Linked DNA regions of Oryctolagus cuniculus: region 1 is linked to region 2. Evidence: chromatin contacts called from public Micro-C data. All regions are on one chromosome and are shown on one strand. Each heading gives the region's core, a stretch centred on a gene start, on an enhancer-like site or on the middle of the called end of the contact. The rest is flanking DNA. Distances are from core to core; before and after follow the strand shown.

Region 1 (3,228 bases), core at 717-3,216, 200 kb after region 2:
CTGGGAGAGAAACCCAGAGTGACTTCAGGGGCACCAGCCAAGGTCCCCAGAGCGGCAGGCACAGAGGGGAGCTCAGAGGCTCAGAGCGAGGCAGAGTGTGGGGCGGGGGAAAGGGGAGGCAGCAGGCTAAGGGACTAAGGTGCTGGCACTGGGGCAGAGCACAATGAGGGGGTGGGGCAAACTGCAGCCCGGCTAAAGCAGAGGGAGTGTCCCAAGAACAGCTGTCCCAAATCCCCACTTCTGGCTCAGGGGCTAGCCTCACTCCCCCACAGCGGCCACTGCCTGAAGCTGGCACACTAAACCAGCCAGGGGAGGACAAAGGAAGCAAGCAGTGGCACCAGGCTGCCCCCGAGCCAGGCTCTTCCCACGTGTGACATTGTAGAGCCCTTTTAGCCCAAACCACAACCGGAGCCCCCTTCTCAGGGACCTTTGGAAGACCCTGCTCTCCGAGAGGGTGGGCAGGAGTCCTGGTGCATTCTTTCCAAGCTCACTAGACCTGTGTTGATTTGCAGACAGGAAAAGTGAGCATTTACTTCACCTGCTGGAGCCATAAGCAAGTGAGGGTGGTGGTCTGGTCCCCCTCTGTAGGTGGTGGTGAGCACTGAGGACCATATCTCAACATTTAGCCATGGTCAGCTGTGGGGAGGGGCAGCAAAGACAGGGGCCCGACCCCCACGGAGGGGGAGAAAGAGGCACACTCCTGTCCCCACCCTAGACCCAAGCACCTGCTGGCACACTGGCCAGGGCAGGCTAGCTGGGCTTGTTTGCATGCTATTTGCATGTACATTCTCTGGCCACCAACGCTGTTTGCTCCAGCTGCTTTGGGGGCATATGGGATACAGATGATCTCTGTCCCTTTTCCTGGACCCCTGCAGGCTAGAGGAGCCTAGAGGGAGACCAGAGTCCCCACGCTGGTCTGAAATGGGACCCGGAGTCTGAAGACAGCCTGGACCTGGGCCGCCTGCAGGAAGCCTGGCTTAGGGCGACCTCTACAGGGCAATCTCAGAATGAAGGGAGGCGGAGCTGAGGCTCTCGAAGCCGGCTGGGGCCGCCCAGCCTCTGCCATCAGAGCGCCACAGTACTCCCTGGCAGCCAGAAACCTGGAACTGTCCCCCTCTAGATCCCCCAGAGATTCCAGACACCCACATCCCGCCCCCCTCAGCCAGGACCAGGGGCTGTACCCCGTGCCCAAGTGGGACTGTTTGTTTAAGACCCTGGGGTAGTGAGCAGTGCCCGGCCGGCTAGCACCAATTCTACACCACCACCCCGCAGCTCACAGCAGAGAAACGGACAGATGGATGGATTGTGATCTCGCTCCAGGGTTGGGGGGTGCAGGGGGTGTTGGATTTAAGGAGCAGAGAAGATTGTGGAGAACTGGAGAGAAAAACCCAGCTCAAAGGGAAGAAGCCAAGTGGGAACGGGCTGCAGCTAGCAGGACGGAGGCTAGCTCAGGGGAGGACTTCCCCCACTGTAGTGAGGCCCTTGAGGGCCCCCCAGCTCCCCTCCACCACTACCCCCATTCTTTCTGCATAGCCAGTTCAGCAAGGGAGATGCAGCGAGTGCAGTATTTGGCTGGGGGAGGGAAGAATGCCAGAAACACAGGGTGCTTGTACACACACACACACAAGCGCGCCCACCCCACCTGGGCCGGGCCGTGTGAACGCGGGCAGGACAGAGGGCTGGGCGCAAGGGTGTGTGTGAACAGGTGAAGTCATTCTCTCTGGGTGGTTCCTTTTAATTAGCACCCTCAAAAACTCCCAGCCAGCAAAATTGAGCCTTGCCAAGCAGGAGCCCCACCCTGCTGCCTCACCCAGGCCCCGGATGGACACAGAAGCAGGGCAGGAAACCTGCAAGCAAGGTCTGGGCAATGGAGGAGCCGTTCCTGTGCCCCAGGGACCCTTTGCCAGGACACACGGCAGGGCACCTGAGGGCCAGCTGGCTTCCGGGAGTGCGGGTCCAGCTGTCGTGCAGCAGGGAAGGGAGGTGGGCGAGCCGCTGGCGGAGACCAGCCCCGGAGCTCCCGCTGCTCAGCACGACAGCAAGGCCCCAGCCTGGCAAGGTACTTGGGCCTTCCTCTGGCCTTGGCCATTTCCATTGCAAACATGAGCGTTGTAAGCAAAGCCACCTGTCGTCACAGCCAACCCCCGAGTCCAGTCCCCAGAGCTGGAAGCAGCCAGTGTGCTCTGTGATGGGGAGCAGAGCAAGCCTCATCGACCTGCCCCCAGGATCCAGCCCACGGGGGCCAGTGTCGTGGCAACTCCAGCATCCCGTATCAGAGTGCCAGTGGGGTCCCGGCTGCTCCACTTCCCATCCAGCTCCCTGCTAATGCACCTGGGAAAGCAGCAGAAGATGGCCCAAGTGCTTGGTCCCCTGCACCCACATGGGAGACATGGAGCTCCTGGCTCCTGGCTTCAGCCTGACCCAGACCTAACTAGTGCAGCCATTAGGGGACTGAACCAGCAGATGGAAAATCTCTCTCTCTCTCTCTCTCTCTCTCTCTCTCTCTCTCTGCCTTTCAAAGGAATAAATAAATCTTTTAAAGAGACAAAGACCCCAGTCCCCCAGTCCCACAACCCAGAGACCACCCATTTGGCTTCTTCATGCCCCTCTACGGGAAGCTGTCTGATAAATCAGCCAGAATCCATGAGGCAGGTCCCAGGTGGCCCGCCCAGGCTGGGGGATTGGAGCAGGGGGCAGCCTTGGCACATGGCTGGCTCACTGTTCCCTGGGATTTGACACCCCCTTTCACCCCATCAAACACCCTCCTTGCTGTGGTCTCCAGCCCCAGCCCCCAGGAGCAGACAGTCTCAGCAAGGACTGTGGGGGAAGAAGATGGGCCGTGGTGGGGGGGGCATCCTGAGACCCAGGGCTTTCCTGGAAGGAAGGAGGTGCCCCAGGTGTGCCCCCACTGTGGTCCCAGGCACAATTGCTCTGTGACCTCCGGGTCTCCCCAGCCTTGGCCAGCAGCAGGGAGTCCTCCCTTCCTGTCTGGAGAGAACCATTGTCAATGTCCCCCACTTGGGGAGGGCAAGACTCAGGCCTACCCACCGGCAGAGGGGGGGTCTTCCCAGCCACTGACGGCCCTTCTGACTGTTTCTGTTGCTTAGCAACCAAGCGCCCAGACCCAGTCCCCTGGCGCTCAGCTCCAGGGACAGGACCACCGTTGTCAGCCCCCAAGACCACCTCTCAGAGGCCAGGCCACGGTGCCTGCCACCCAGCCACATGGGA
Region 2 (2,846 bases), core at 15-2,514:
TGTCCTCTCGCCCTGTGGCCTCCCGGCTGTCCCTGCACATAGAAGACATCCAGATTCATAGAGGAAGGTCATTAGCAGAGAGGAAGAAGGGAGATTGAAGGATTCTCAAGCTCATTCCTGAAGGACAAGACCTGGGACAAAGCACAGTGGCTCTGGGGCAGAAGCCTGACACCCCCCAGGGTGTGAAGGAGCCTGCCTCTCCATCCTGCTCCACAGTCTGCTCCCCTTGGGAAACCCTTCACCCTCCTGACACCCCTGGCATCTGGAGTGTCTAGGCCAACCAGATAGGACAGCAGCGTGGTGGGGGTGGGGTGGCATAACCATCACTGCCAGCAGGTGGAGCTGTGGAGCCAGGGAGGAAAAGCTGTACTTTTTCCTAAGAAGCAGCCAGGCAGCTCTGGGCACAGAAGACAAGGGCTAGCACCCCGGGCGGGGCCATCAGGAGGAGCTCAGCGCCCCTTGGAGGAGTGACCGACGGCTTGTGCTGGCTGGGTGGGAGGGCAGGGTTATCCAGGACACGGGAGTTTCGGGGCAGCTGGTCACCCAAACCTCACCCACCATCTGGCAGAGGAGCGGGTGCCGAATTCCCCAGATCTTAGGGCTCAAGGTGGGGGGCACATCTCTCCAAGCCCCTGAGACCCCAGGCAATTCCCTGGTCTGCCTCTACCCCCATGAGTGCCCCTTCTGCTCACACATGCTCGTGTAACCCTCAGGTTATTACGGAAACAGGCAGGGGCCAGCACTGTGGCGTAGGAAGCAAAGCCACCGCCCATTATGCTGGCATCCTGTATGGGTGCTGGTTCAAGTCCCAGCTGCTCCACTTCCGATCCAGCTCCCTGTAATGCACCTGAGAGAACAGTAGAAGATGGCCCAAGTGCTTGGGCCTCTGCCACCCACATGGGAGACCTCAAAGAAGCTCCTGGCTCCTGGCTTCATCCTGGCCCATCCCTGACCATTGCAGCCATTTCGGGAGTGAACCAGCGGATGGAAGATATCTCTCTCTCTCTCTGTATAACTCTGACTTTTAAAGTAAACAATGAGAAAAGGAAGGAAGGAAGGAAGGAAGGAAGGAAGGAAGGAAGGAAGGAAGGAAGAAAGGAAGGAAAGAAGAGAGAGAGAGAGAGAGAAAATAGGTGGCCAGATGGCACGGATTTGCACTGAATTCCATCCACACTGAGAACCAGACACCGTGCTGAGGGACTTTCCCAAAATGTCCACTGCTAGGGGCCACACTGGTGCAGATGACACTTGTGAAAGACAGAGCAGAGGCCTCGCCAGCAACCCCAGGCTCTGCCCTGCCCAGCTCCCCTGCCTGGCTCAGGGTCTGCCGGCTGCTGCTCCTACGGCACACCTGGCTTGGGCCCCACCAAGCTCCTCCATTTCTCTCTCTCTCTCTCTCTCTCTCTCTCTCCCTGCTCAGCTCCTGTTGCTTCTGCTTCTCCCCTCCTGTTTAGGAGGAAAGCTCCACCCCCTGCCTCGGTCCTCGCCCAGGTGCACACAGCTATGTCCCAGGCAAGCGCTGTCTTGCTCTGGGCAGACTACCTTCCCCCAGCCGGGTAGCCTTGCCGGTCCCTCCTCCTTTGGAAGAAGTGTGAGGCGAGGCAGGCGTCTTCTCACTCCCCAGCCCCTCCTCCTGGTCGAAATCCCTGGTTCTTTTTGGAAAACCAAGCTGGCGAAAATGCATCCTTCTTTTGACCTTGACTGCTTGATCCACCCCTCCCTCCGTGCATCTGCAAAATTAGCCATTGCTAATGACGCACTCTCCAGCTCCCACCAGCCCTGTCCAAACGGGAAGAAGCCCAGCCCCTCCCGAGCCTAGGACATGGCCCAGGCCTGGGGAGGGATGGGGGTGGGGAGGAGACACCTGCCTTGGGTGGGGATGGGGGGCAATGGCACCCCTCTCCCCGTGCCCACGTTATAACCAAGCCTGCTGGGCTCTGGGCACAGACTCAGGAAGGGAGCTGGCAAGGGGTCCTCGGCAACCAGAGGTGATGTGAGGATCGAGAGGAACGAGAGACCACAGTGGGGCATGGAGAAATAAGAAGAGGGTGCTTTAGGAGAAAGGGCTTGGGGAAGACGGGGTTGATGGACAGGAGAGACTGGGGGTGAGGGGACAAGGGATGCAGAAAGAGTGCAAGGCGGACCCCCGAAGCTGGTGGCCAAGAAAGAGGCCCTGGCTGGGAGGGAGGGACTCCAGCCACATCCAGGGACCCCTCTCTCTGTGGAAGCTCCAGGATGCAAACCTGCCCTGGAAACAGAGGCTTGGGTAGGTGGGCTTCGGCGGTGCCTGGCGCTAGCTAGCTCCCCGCCCCCTACAGCCCAGCCCTGAAAAGAAGGAGGCAAAGGACACGGTGCCAGAGACCCAGTCCCCATCTCCCTCCAGAGTCATGAGTGTCCGTGGGGGCCCCTGGGGAGTGTGGCTGGGCTTCCAGCGGTGGCAGGAGGCGGGTTGTGGAGTGAACCTGGAGGCTGCAGCCAGAGAGTGGGGGGCAATGCCGCCCTCCAGGGAGCAAGAGGCACAGTGGCTCCTGGCTATGGGAAAGGAGACAGGGAAGTCGGCAGCCAGAGTGGAGGACCCGCATCACAATAAGGAGCCACGGAGGGCTCAGAGGAGCCCACAGCCATAGCAGAGAGGTTTCTGGGAAAGAATGTGGGTTCCGAGAGCCAGAGAAGGGAATGAGATGGAACGAGGAGTGACCGTGGGCCCGCTCTGCATTCGTCTAGGGCTTGTCCTGCCCGGGGTCCCAGGCTGCGCATTTAGAATCATTCTCCTCACACCAACCCTGGGACGTAACTGTTCCCACGTCACAGATGAGAAAGCAAAGGATCAGGGAGACCAGATCCCA

What was found. Hi-C and Micro-C count contacts between places; a contact is called where the count stands out from the background.
Region 1: a contact with region 2 is called in a Micro-C map of ear pinna, with 6 times the contacts expected there. The contact joins two enhancer-like sites. A contact is called at or near these places in 3 of 6 Hi-C or Micro-C datasets (ear pinna, psoas muscle and an unstated tissue).

What each region holds. Positions count from the first base shown.
Region 1 is chr11:55,981,770-55,984,997 of mOryCun1.1, forward strand. No RefSeq gene overlaps it. Among named protein-coding and RNA genes, the nearest start is that of KRT78, 17 kb to the left of the region's middle. Within about 2 kb of position 1,967, at least 3 of the 8 cell types and tissues checked have an H3K27ac peak or open chromatin away from gene starts, as enhancers often do. A contact at or near this core is called in ear pinna, where this site is marked.
Region 2 is chr11:55,784,802-55,787,647 of mOryCun1.1, forward strand. No RefSeq gene overlaps it. Among named protein-coding and RNA genes, the nearest start is that of KRT5, 46 kb to the left of the region's middle. Within about 2 kb of position 1,265, at least 1 of the 8 cell types and tissues checked has an H3K27ac peak or open chromatin away from gene starts, as enhancers often do. A contact at or near this core is called in ear pinna, where this site is marked.